3 separate regions of the Mus musculus genome follow, and regions 2 and 3 are each linked to region 1. Evidence: chromatin contacts called from public Micro-C and promoter capture Hi-C data. All regions are on one chromosome and are shown on one strand. Each heading gives the region's core, a stretch centred on a gene start, on an enhancer-like site or on the middle of the called end of the contact. The rest is flanking DNA. Distances are from core to core; before and after follow the strand shown. Region 1 holds the start of 1700110K17Rik (RIKEN cDNA 1700110K17 gene). Region 2 holds the start of Olfr978 (olfactory receptor 978). Region 3 has its middle 38 kb from the start of Gm39319.

The links. Promoter capture Hi-C pulls out the DNA fragments that hold promoters and counts their contacts. A called contact is a pair of places that touch in the nucleus more often than the background predicts.
Region 2: a contact with region 1 is called in a promoter capture Hi-C map of liver, with 3 times the contacts expected there. The contact joins the promoter of Olfr978 here to the promoter of 1700110K17Rik in region 1. A contact is called at or near these places in 2 of 39 promoter capture datasets (the C10 cell line and liver).
Region 3: a contact with region 1 is called in a Micro-C map of embryonic stem cells, with 2.3 times the contacts expected there. The contact joins the enhancer-like site here to the promoter of 1700110K17Rik in region 1. A contact is called at or near these places in 8 of 484 Hi-C or Micro-C datasets (B cells, the HPC-7 cell line, LSK cells and 4 more), 5 of 115 datasets of contacts at active chromatin or transcription factors (astrocytes, bone marrow-derived macrophages, embryonic stem cells and 1 more) and 1 of 9 other capture datasets (adipose tissue).

Annotation. Positions count from the first base shown.
Region 1 is chr9:40,331,269-40,335,416 of GRCm38.p6, forward strand. It overlaps 1700110K17Rik (RIKEN cDNA 1700110K17 gene), which reads left to right and starts at 2,204. Exons shown (of 3, transcript NR_040728.1): 1 at 2,204-2,319. Gramd1b (GRAM domain containing 1B) reads right to left here. Exons shown (of 20, transcript NM_172768.2): 3 at 2,177-2,387.
Region 2 is chr9:39,991,704-39,995,851 of GRCm38.p6, forward strand. It overlaps Olfr978 (olfactory receptor 978), which reads left to right and starts at 2,109. Exons shown (of 1, transcript NM_147105.2): 1 at 2,109-3,044. The coding sequence starts at 2,109. The coding sequence ends at 3,044.
Region 3 is chr9:40,626,031-40,630,178 of GRCm38.p6, forward strand. No RefSeq gene overlaps it. Among named protein-coding and RNA genes, the nearest start is that of Gm39319, 38 kb to the right of the region's middle. Within about 2 kb of position 2,286, at least 23 of the 459 cell types and tissues checked have an H3K27ac peak or open chromatin away from gene starts, as enhancers often do. A contact at or near this core is called in bone marrow-derived macrophages, cerebral cortex and embryonic stem cells, where this site is marked.

The DNA.
Region 1 (4,148 bases), core at 954-3,453:
TGACTCTGGTGTAGATCCTCTGCGGTCTACGTGTCTTACACTCGCATGTTCCAGGGTGACTACGGTGGATCCCCAGTGCAGTTGTGCAATGTGGTCCTTCCTTGTCAGGCTGTCAGTAAGCACGGTGCTGCTCCTGGAATGAGCTAGGCTTGGAGGAAAGAGCTGCACACTTCACCTGAGGACGGGAAAGACTAAAGACTCAGCAGCTGTGGTGAGGAGGAGTAACCTGGTACCCACATCCAAGCTGGGTTCTCCTTCTCCCAGATGAGCCTGGAGCCTTCTGGTACACACTTCAACTAAGGCAGAGGGGCGGGCACTGGCGTAGCGACAAAAGGTCTTGTACAACTCCTGTCCCCAGCTATCAGGCATGCCGGAACCTGCCCAGCCTCCTACACCCACAGAGGACTCCCACTGGCTTCCTCACTCCAGGCTGCCGCCCCCCACCCCCCACTGGCAATAGGCACATAAAATACTGAGAGTCACAGGTCTGCCTCTGAAGGGCACAGTGGGAAGGCTTGGCTGTGGAGCTTCTTGTTCTTGCATCCATTGGAAGTGGATAGTGGTGTGCCACCGTCCTCCCTGAGGACACTCACAGACCCTGTTGTAAGTTGTCTCTCTGACTGAAGTTGGCACTTCTTCCCAACAATCGACTTCCTGGGCCCTACTGCCTTGCGACCAACTGCTCACCACTGAGCTCACCACTGGAGATCCGAGGGCCCTGGGTAGAGGCTGGCACGTCTCCCTCCCTAGAGCCTGGTGGGTACTGTCAGTCATCACCCTCCAAGGTTCTGGTACTGTACCTTCTTTAATCAAAACCCAGGTCTCTAAGCACACTGTGAATGAGTACCAGAGCGGTACAAGCAAGTCGCAGCGGGTGCCCTGCCAGGTAGCTCTCAGGGGTGGAGGAAAAGATGAACTAGGCAGATCTCATCAAGGTCTTTCCTCACTTCTGCCAGGGAGGCCACCGTTACCCATCCAAGGGTCACATGAAACAACAGAGTGACTGAGTGGAGGCTCCACGCCCACAGGGACGGAACTACCTCCTGCAGGACTCTGCGTTTTACAAAGTGCCACGCAAGGAGGGAGACACATTCCCACTAGTGGTAGTGTTTGAGAAGCAGGCAGACTCGGGAAGGGGATGGGGTGCAGGTGGAGTGGGGTGGGAGGTGGAGTCTTTTCTCTGTTGTCAGGTGCAGTGGGCGTGGTCCCTCAGTGACTTCCAAGCCAGCCTGCCAAGGGGTGGGGGTGGGGAACAGTGGGTTCAGCCCTTCTGGGAAAGGGACCAAGCAGGACATATGGGCAGAATTGGCAGGGGTAGAAGGAGGGATGCTGAGCACTACAGACAATTCAATACTAGAGGGGAGATTAAAAGACAGAGACAAAAGATGGCTTACTTTTGAGAGGCGCTTGTGAGACTAAGACCATGCATGCAAAGGTGTTTGGAAAACAGTGGGGAGAAGAGGAAGAACAAGAAATCAAAAGACAAGTTCAAGTGGGGTTTCTCCCAAGCCTCCCGAGGGGTCCCCTTTCTCAAGCCCTGCGACTCCCGTTGGTTTAGGAGCACCTGAGTAGAGGCACCTCTTGATTGCCAGAGGCCTGGGGATCGAAGGAGAACTCTGGGGAACCTTAACCATGTGAGGGAGGCCTCTATGCTAATCCTTGGATCAGGAGCCCAAGACAAGCTTGAGAGGGAAGGAAAAGTCCTGTGACTATCCTCTCTGCAAGATGAGTAGGGCATGGGCTGGGACAAAGGTAAGGCGGGGTGATGGCCAAGGAGGAGGTTAAAAATAGCCCTCCGGAAGCTTCCCTGAACTCGCTCTTCCTGGCAATACACTTGTCCCAAATAACGTTCCTTTGCCAGTTCAAAGGGCCAAATTTAACGAAGGATTATAAAGGCGACACCTCCTGCTCACCAGAGCTTCCTCCATATCTCAAGGGTCTTGAAGTTCCTTAGATGCTTACCGAGAGATGGGGAGCGGGGTGGAGAAGGGGCGCATGACTCGGGACCCTCCCTGAATGATTAACCAGGAATCAATTCATCAAGAGTCTCCCCTGCTGACGCTGACCTGTCCTGACTTCATCACATAGACACGGGGCTGTTCGGTCACATGAGTACCCAGTAGCTTCCTGCGACCAGCTAACAAAGGCTGCCAAGTCCCCAGCATCGTCTGCTCACCTTGGAATTTTTACCACCGCTCCGACCAGACTGTGAGGAGCAACTGCGTTGCACACCCTGCTCCGGGGTGGACGGGGACTTGTCCGAGGAGTGATCTGAGCCCTTCTCCACCATGGTGTCTCCGTCCTGGTTCTGTGGTGTTGGTGAGCGGGACCGCTTCCGGAGGATGGGAGAGCAGGCTGGCGTGCTGCGGTTGGAGTTACTGGCAGTGCTGCAGGGGCAGATGGAGACGGGGAATGAGATGGAGAGGGAAGAGGAAGGAAGGAAGGAAGGCTGTGAGTGACGGTCGGCCACAGACCCATGCAAAGGAGCCAGCTCAGGGAGCCCAGGCAACAGGCTGAGGAGACAACCCAGCTAGGGACTTGCTGCACTGTAATGCTGCTACTGACCAGCAGGGGGCAGTAGTGCCGGTGTGAAAAGGGAACTGGGACTAGAAACAAGCAGTCAAGTATTTAAATATTCACCCATCCAATCCTGTTTGAGCTTTAACTACATGTAGAAAGCTATTAGGGAAGATGATTTAGACCCTGAAAGAATCTCTCAATGCCACCAGTTCATTTTATACATGCTTTGTTTCAACACTTGCCCATAGTGACAACAACTCCGCTTTTCAAAGCATTCACATATATATTATTTCATAGGCATGTCTTTTACAAATTACGACGTTATTTTATCTTGCATGTATGTGTGCAGGCATGCATGTACCATGGGCATGCCTGTGGATGTCAGAGGGCAACTTGCCAGAGTCTGTTTCCTCCTTCCACAGTGTGAGTCCTGCAGAATGAACTCAGGCCACACTGGCTTGGCCATCTCGCTGGCACAGGTACCATGTGCCAGGACATTCAGTTGAGTTAATAACGGCCACTATCCTTCCATTTCATTTAAAAGATGAAGCTAAATGCCAGATAGAGAGGAGAAAGTGACCCAGGGCTAGCCTCAGAGTTTGCTACAGATGTAAGTCACTCATAGCAGCCTGGTAAGTTATGTTGCTGGTCTACGGGGGGGGGGGGGGGTTGTTCTCATACCTCCTACCCAAAATTCACCTCTAAAAAGTTCCTTGTACTTCCCATGGCACTAAATCCAGTTATACCGAGGCATTCAATCTGTTAATACAGTAAAGACCGAAACTTAGCTTGTGTTTTCAATAGAATAGAAGAGGTGAAGAGAAAAGGGTGGAGAGGAAAGAATGAACTCAGTTTGTTCTGTTTTCAGAGAACAGAGAAATCAAAGAGCTGGGCAGGGAGGGAAGAATCCTCAGAAAGAGACAGTGGAAATGGGAAGGGACATCCTGGGAGATTACATGGCCCCAGACCAAGGTGACAGGAGGGGCAGGATCCTGCCCACCTGCTCAGGAGCCAGACTAACTCAGGAAGCCTTTGTGCCATACCACATTCTGGCCTTGCCTCGGGACAGTGACATTTACATGAAGATCTAGCTGTAACCTCAGATGCTCCATGGAGACATTTGTAAAGAGTACCATGCCCTACCGCCTGGATAAACTCAATACAGAGAGAGCATCCAGCAGCCCATCCAGTATCATTGGGGAGGGGGAAGAGGTAGAGTGTGAATCTGTATGGAGTGGGGCCGGGAGCTCTGCACATGACCTCCACTATGTGTACATGCACAGATGCACATACCACGCCGCACACGTGGGGATTAGAGGACAGCTTTAGGGAGGTAGTTCTCTCCTTCCACCATGTGGGTCCCAGGGATCGAACTCTGGTCGATCCCTGGGACCCACATGGTGGAAGCTTGGGAGCAAGCACCTCTGCCCATTGAGCCATCTCTCTCTGCTCCACTGGATCTTCTCAGGCTGCCCAAACTGGAATTTAGTTCTCCAATGTGTTCTTCACCTCTGTGCCCACTCTTGCATCTGTCACTGAGTGAGTCCCCTCTGCCACCAGCCCTGCTCACAGAGACCTCTGCCTATTCCTTGCCCTTCTCCAAAGGCACCGTCATTGCTCAGAAGTGG
Region 2 (4,148 bases), core at 859-3,358, 340 kb before region 1:
AATGTAAATGAGGAAAATACCTAATTTTAAAAAAAAAAAGATTTTTAGTATTAAAAAACTAAAAAAAAAAAAAAGAAAAGAAAAGAAAAGAAAACAGCAAAAGCACCTTCACAGAAAAATGCAAACATCTTTAAAATTTAAAGAAGGAACAAAGGCAGAAGACTCAGAGAAATCTCTGAGCCAGAAAATGTGAGGTGGATCCATTCCGGGACAGAAGCTCACAAGCCTGCAATGCCCTGGAGAGGAGGGACTGAATTAATAAAATGAATCTCTAGGAGGGATTACAACCAAATGTCCCTGGAGCACAGAAAGGTTAGAGTCATCAGAGAGACTAGGAGTCTCTACAGAGAATTTCCCCCAAGGCCATGAAAACCCACTTTTGAAATCAGAGAAGAAATCCAGGAGGGGTGTTGATCATTCCCTGCAAAAGTCTGGGAGCTAGACTTTGATGGTTAATCATTACATTTTCGCAAAATAAAAAGGTTAAACAAATGATAGTCCATCAAAGCAGAACTGGCTTGCACACATGGATTTGGGTAGAATTTTCAATGTTTATAATAATGTTGAAATATTCTTACCAATGAGGAATCTAAAGCCAAATTCTTATCTCTTGAGTTATCAACCCCAGTTCTAAGCTCTGGTTCCAAAAGTTCTTGCTTTTATGTTTTTTTTCTACTGTGTTTTTAACCATGAGGGGGAAGAATGGCTACTGCTCATCAAGGGCATAAAGGTTCTTTAAAGTTTAATGTCTACCCAGTGATCCTAAGCAGACCTCCGTAACTGGTAAGTAGCCCATGGTGTCTAAACTCAATACTTCCTTCCTGGCTGGTCACACTGGAAATTCTTCAATATATTCAGGTGGAACTCTTAGATTCTTCACGGTTTTGTTTTTGAAATCAGTTCCTATTGCTTTAGTTTTGGCTTAACTAACACTGTGTGTTTTTAATAAAAGTCTATTATATACTGCATCAGTCAATTAAGTACTTTGTCTGTACACCATAGCATTTCACCTCTAAGCATTCAACCCAAATCCACTTGACTTCCACACAGGAAAAGACTGCTTCTGGTAGAGAGGCAAGGATAAAAAGTGCAGAGGTATCCTAAGCACTGGGCAAGTGATATTTCTTTTGATTGGATTTGATCTAGAATTCTGGCTAGATTTCCATTTAGCTTCTGTAACTTTTCACTGCTATTTACATGTAAGTATATTATTTATTAGACACCCAGTCTGCTCTTTAAAAAAAATTAATTCTTGTCTCAGATATCTCACCAACGAGTAAAAATAATTTTCAGACTATATATAGACAATTTGAATGTTTAGATTTCAAAGTATCTTGTATTGTTACATTTCATTCAGATCTGATACTTAAAGATGAGTCGAAGTTTAGGTCTCTTTACATCTGAAACACAATATTTCATGAGCATCTCAAAATGCAGAGATAATTTGATCCCATAGAGTGAACACTAACTCAAAGTCCTGGAGTGATAAAAAGAAATAGAGTAGATGTGCTCCCTCCATCCCTGTGGTAGTCTTCAGCATTTCATATGACCAGAAAGGCAGGACACAGGAAAAAAGGCAGGCACTTAACAGCATAATCATGTTGCAGACGCATGCCTTCCTTGTATCCGCTGCTGACCAGAGAGCAGCTTCTATCCAGGAGGAAGAATGCTGTAAAATTTCATCATCTATGTTTATTTAATGATCAAAGGAAAAAAATGAATATGTGTGTGTGTGTGTGTGTGTGTGTGTGTGTGTGTGTGTGTGTGTGTGTGTGTGTATCTTTGCAGGCATATGATAAAAAAAAGAGAGAGAAGGCTATTTGAATGGACATTGGTGCTGGGAGAAAGTTATTAGCACTAACTATTATTTGAACATATTTTCTCTAATTATAAAAAGAAAGAGTACTTAATTTACTCCTCTTGTTAAAAGTCAACCATTTCATATAAATTTAGCATTCTTTTCTTATGGCTAACAGGGGTATGAATGGAATAAGAAATCAACAATTCCTTTGGACTGTGGTGTCTATACAATATATATAAAATAATTCTATTCGGTGTTCTCCATCAGTGAAAATAATCCATATGAAGGCCATAATCCATATGAAGAAATGTCAAACACAAGCATAGTGACCACATTCTTCCTCTCAGGTCTTCCCCACCCACCAGTCCTGGACTCCATGCTCTTTGGGATCTTCCTTGTGATTTATATTCTTACTGTGTTGGGAAACCTTCTCATCCTGACGGTGATCAGGGTGGATTCCCACCTCCACACACCAATGTACTACTTCCTCACCAACCTCTCCTTTATTGACATGTGGTTCTCCACAGTCACAGTGCCTAAAATGCTGATGACTTTGGTGTCCACAGGGGGCGGGGCTATCTCCTTCCACAGCTGTGTGGCACAGCTCTATTGCTTCCACTTCCTGGGTAGCACCGAGTGTTTCCTGTACACAGTCATGTCCTATGATCGCTACTTGGCCATCAGTTACCCACTCAGGTACAGCAGCATGATGGGTGGCAGAATGTGTGCCCTCCTGGCAGCAGGAACATGGTTCACTGGTTCCCTGCACTCTGCTGTCCAGACTACATTGACCTTCCATTTGCCCTACTGTGGTCCCAACCAGATCCAGCATTATTTCTGTGATGCACCTCCCATCCTCAAGCTGGCCTGTGCAGACACCTCAGCCAATGAGATGGTCATCTTTGTGAATATCGGGGTAGTGGCTTCGGGGTGTTTTTTTCTGATTTCGCTGTCCTATGTGTCCATTGTCTGCTCCATCCTGAGGATTCGCACTTCAGAGGGCCGGCACAGAGCTTTCCAGACATGTGCCTCACACTGCATCGTGGTCCTCTGTTTCTTTGGCCCTGGTCTCTTCATCTACCTGAGGCCAGGCTCCAGGGATGCTGTAGATGGAATTGTGGCCGTTTTCTACACTGTGTTGACACCCCTACTCAACCCTGTTGTGTACACCCTGAGGAACAAAGAAGTGAAGAAAGCACTGTTGAAAATAAAATATGGGTCTGTGCTTCCTCAGGATAAATAATACGTGAGGATGAATACTCTTAACATCTGCAACATCTGTGTTTAAACTGTGTGGCTGATGTCACCATGAGAATTTCAAAGAGCTATTCAAACGTCTAGTCCTAATTTTTAATGAAGTGACTGATAATGTTTTCGTTTCTTGATAAATACTTGTAAGAATCCCAAAGAAAATACCCTGTGAACCTGTCTCAGCAGAAAGACCACACTCTTACCTGGCTTTTGCAGGATGGGGAGCACGTCAGGAAAACAGTTTAATTTTAATACTTTACAAACACATTGCAAAATTTGCAATCCAGCGTGACACTCCTGCAGTATGTTTTCTCAGTTGAAATAAGACCTCCAGGAATATCCTTTTTTGTATGTTTAAACATTGCAAAAATAAAATATATATATATATATATATATATATATATATATATATATATATATATATATATATAATACAGTCACTAAATGACATAATATGCTTATGAGGAAATGGACATTTTAGAAAACACTCAACAAAACAGTTTATTTCCCAATCTGTTTTTATTTGTTTTTCATGAGATAAAATTATATAGGTCTTTATTTTCTAATACTTTGAAAAACCAAGGCTTTGAGGGCAAACATATGTCAGTGAATGTGATATATACATTGCATGCTTTCTATTGATTACTGATAATAGCTATCAGCTGTATGTCTATGAAAAATTCCTGACAGTGTGTTCAAGTTCAAAGTTACCATTTCAAAAAATTTTAATTCTGTTCTGTAAGAAAATAGAACAGATATTAAGTATAAAAATAAAACAAATATCCTTAGGCATAAAAATAAAAAAGTAAAATAAAAAAACAAGTGCTCATTGGTTTTATTCTCCAACTTGTAGAAATTAACAGATTCTCATATAATTATGCTACTTCCATAAGCTATATTTGTTTTGACTTAAAGTATAAAGTGTACTTTGGTTACTTTCTAGGAGGTAAATTTTGCAAAATAAGCCCCACAATCATGTATATGTATATGTGTATGTGTATGTGTGTGTGTGTGTGTGTGTGTGTGTATGTGTATGTGTATGTGTATGTGTATGTGTATGTGTATGTGTGTGTAAGTGTATGTGTATGTGTGTGTG
Region 3 (4,148 bases), core at 1,036-3,535, 290 kb after region 1:
CACTGAGGAAGTTGCGGCAGTAAGATCACTGAGTTCAAAGCCAGCCTAGACTACATAGCAAGACTGCTTCAAACAAGATGGTTCTGCAGCCGGAGCTCAGATGAAGAGATGGCTCAGCAGTTAAGAAAAATGGCTGCTCTTCCAGAGGATCTGGGTTCAATTTCCAACACCTACATGGCAGCTCACAGCTGTCTATAGCACCTGTTCCAGGGGAATCCAATAAATAAATAGATAAATAAATAAATGAATAAAGTCCTCATTCTTGACTGTGGTGCTGCCTTCTCTGTTTCCTTACAATCCAGCAGCCAGCATGACCTTTGAATTATGTGAGATCTTGTTAGAAGAGTAGAGTCCCTCTACTCACAGCTAGGGTGAGGACTGAAGCCAGGGATGTAGCTCCTTGGTAGATGCTTTCCTAATGGATCCTCAGCCCCACAACGGAGAGAGGAAAGAGAGAGGGAAGCCGAGGAAATGAATTTGCCAGCCCCTGACTCTCTAAGCCTACCTCCCTCTGTTCCTCTTGCTGTGGCCTCAGCTGTCCATACGCAGCTCCTGCAGAGGTTGAGTCTCACCAGGGGACTTGTATCCTTGCTAACCCTGCTGCCCAGAGGCTCTGCCCCGAGGTGCCACACTGCTGGTTCCTTCTCATTATTTAGCTCCCATGCAAACAGGCAGCTATTCCAAGCAGCTTCCCCTACAGAGTTAATGGAGCTATCCACCTCCCTATCCTTGCTGCCCTGTCTCAACGCTCACCAGAAAATCTAAAGCGAATCGTGTTTGCATTTCCCTTCAGTCCCCACTTAAGCCCCTTCTGTCTACAAATACGGCTCGAACCCCCCAGAGCCAAGAACAGAAATATCCTTTGTGGATATCGTTGAAGTGATTAATGCTGTCCCTCTCTCGAACGGATGAACAAAGATGTGAATCGGATGTGGAATGAATAGAAAAAATATTTTAACTTCGATGGCAGACCCAGGGTTAATAATTCTGAAATGGAAAAGCTTTATTGATCGTCGAGTAAAATATCACCCTAAAGCACTGAGCTATAGACTCCTAGCCAAGAACCAAGAAAACATATTCTTAGCTCAGACAATAATAGGCACTGGGGTTTCTTTTTCTTCTCTTTCTTTTCCTTCCATGGAAAATGAAGAAGGATGTTAAAAGCAAAAGGAAAGAGCATTAGAAGAGCAGGTGTAACTTAAAGGTAAAGAAGCAAAAGGAAGGATGGGGGAGGGGGAGCATGGGTTAGCGGCATTTAAATGACCTAGCTGAGCTATGAAGGGGATGGATGGCTCACGTTACCAAGGACGACGACATGCCTCGAGGCATCAAGTCCAGGACTAGGTCTGCAGCATTGCGGGGGCTGACACTGTTTCCCTCCCTCAAGCCCCCATCCCTCACTTGCCTCTTCTTTTTTAAAATGTATTTATTTATTGTATGTATATGACTACGCTACACTGCTCCTGTCTTCAGACACATCAGATCCCATTTCAGATGGTTGTGAGCCACCCTGTGGTTGCTAGGAATGGTACTCAGGACCTCTGGAAGAGCAGCCAGTGAGTGTTCTCAACCGCTGAGCCATCTCTCCAGCCCCGCTTTCCTCTTCTTATTGTCCTCCTCCTCCTTCTTATTCTTTTGAGACAGGGTCTCACAATGTAGCCCTGGCTGGACTGGAACTCACTCTGTAGACCAGGCTGGCCTTGAACTCATAGGGGTTCACCTGCCTTGGCCTCTTACTCTCAAGTGCCAGAATTCAAGATGTGCACCATCATGCCCTGGCTCTGTCCGGATCTTGATCTTAAGCTATGTACGCAGAATTCAAGCAAAAATAGGAAAAAGTACCAAAGTAGAAACGCCCAGGGAAATGGTCCACAAAATGACATATAAAGAGCAAATTATTTACTTGGTGAATGACAGGTGTCATTTGTATGTTTTTCTAAAATTAACCTGAATAATCTTGAACAACGTAATGGTGAGACTTGCCTTGTATTAGCAGTAGTATTAGCAGAATACTACTGTTGTATTAAATGCTATACACCCCTGGTTCACTTCGCTACAAGTGAGGAATGCTTGTAAAATGCTTGTGTCGCCCCCAAATTAGCACGGGGTTCATGAAGAATCACTTGGCAAGAGAGGGCCAAGGAAAGGAGAAAACCAGAGAAGCAACCTGTAGCCATTTTGTCAGCAACCCAAGGACTTTTGTGCTAAGCCGGTAGCAGGCCGCTGTGCCATCTGGAGCCAGTGAAACTAGCTATCCACAAGAGGGCGATGTCTAACCAATCCCCAGCCCTAGGAGCTGAAGGCAAGCTGCTTGGCAGAGGTCAGGATCCAAGGTCAGCCTGGGCTACTGGAAGTCCCGCCCCTTAGCAAATAACTAACCAAACAAAAATAAAGAGGGTGGTAAGATTGCTATAAACAAGAAAATCCTCTGACTCACAGGCCTGTGGACATACTACCAGCTCAGCCTTTCCAACTCACCCCTAAAGGCAGAAAAGCCCTACCCCCAGGGCAAGGTCCCTCCAGGGAAGGACTCTAGGCTTGTTATTTCTAAGGCTGCGAGTCAGGACATTTTCAATTCTCAGGTATGAGCAAATCGTAGGAAGGAGTCCCTACCAACTCCTAAAGCCCATCTCCCAAATCGCCAGCTCAACTGGGAGAGCGAATAAATGACATGGCCAGACCCAGAGGCTTCTGAAATAAGGATTATCACGACAACACCAGTAAAACATGTGTGGGCACGCACACCTTTTTTTCCTGGTTATAACCGGCACCTGCACGGAGATCCACGCTGTGCTTTCATATGAATACAGTTGGGGAACTGACCCCAAAGGGAACTAAGTGGAGAAAGGGGCACGACCAACAGGGGGCGGGGCTTGTGTCCCATCCACAGAGTGTCTACAGTAGCAGGGTTGGGGCCCAGCCTGATATGTGGCACTTCTAATGTGTTCCGGGAGGTGTTGATGCTGTTTGTTGGACAGTAGGGTTACGTTGACAATGGTATAGGGCTCGTGCATCTACTCCTTAGCTCTGGCGTATTCAGAAATAAAGGTCCTGGGCGTGGTGGCGCTCCTTTAATCCCAGCACTCGGGAGGCAGAGGCAGACGGATTTCTGAGTTTGAGGCCAGCCTGGTCTACAGTGTGAGTTCCAGGACAGCCAGGGCTACACAGAGAAACCCTGCCTCGAAAAAAAAAAAAAAAAAAAAGGAAGAAAGAGAGAGAGGGAGGGAGGGAGGGAGGGAGGGAGGGAGGGAGGGAGGGAGGGAGGGAAGGAAGGAAGGAAGGAAGGAAGGAAGGAAGGAAGGAAGGAAGGAAGGAAGGAAGGAAGGAAGGAAGGAAGGAAGGAAGGAAGGAAGGAAGGAAGAAACCTGCCCTGAGTTGGTAAACAGAGCACTTCCTAGGGATAATTCCTGGTATCCGGATTCCTGACATCCTTACTTCCTGGGAGGTAAGCATCCTCACTTCCATTTCTCACTAGGAAAGCAAGGGCGCCAAGAGGCTATCTGAGCTGGCGAATCTTGGCGCCTGGATTTGATCTTGGTGGCAAAGTTCCTGCTGGACATTCTAGCTCCAGGGTGAAGGAGCTGGTCAACTGAAATAAAGAGGGAGAAAGTGCAAACGTAAGCGCCTCTTTTACAACAAGAAGCAAAAGGGCAAGCATTGTGGGAAAGCTTGGTAATCACAATCGGGATCGGAGGCGCACGGGAGGCTGCCCTGGTGTCCCGGGCAATGCGCAGCTCCTGAAGAGACCTCTGCGTCAAGCAGAGCCCAGCAGGCATTTGGGATGAAGTAGCTGCTCAAGTTCTGACCTGCCTCACAGAATAGAACAGTATGCATTATTTAGACCAGAATGTCCTTTCTATTTTTGTATTCGAAAAAGAGGCGTATTCATGGCAAAGGCAGGTGGTTTGGGGTTTGGGGCGGGGGGGGGGGGGTGTTAAGCTTTCAACAAACAGCTCAGAATTCCCCAAGCTCTATCTCCTTTAAATGATGAATCTAAAAAGTAGAAAAATAGATGTTAAAAAGGCCTGAGGAACTGGTTAAATTATTTCACAGCATTTAGGTTTCTGTCTCCAAATAAAAGTGTTACCTTTTTATTAGTCAGACAGTGGACATTTGGGTTCTGTGGTTTGCGGTTGGTGTGTGTGGGT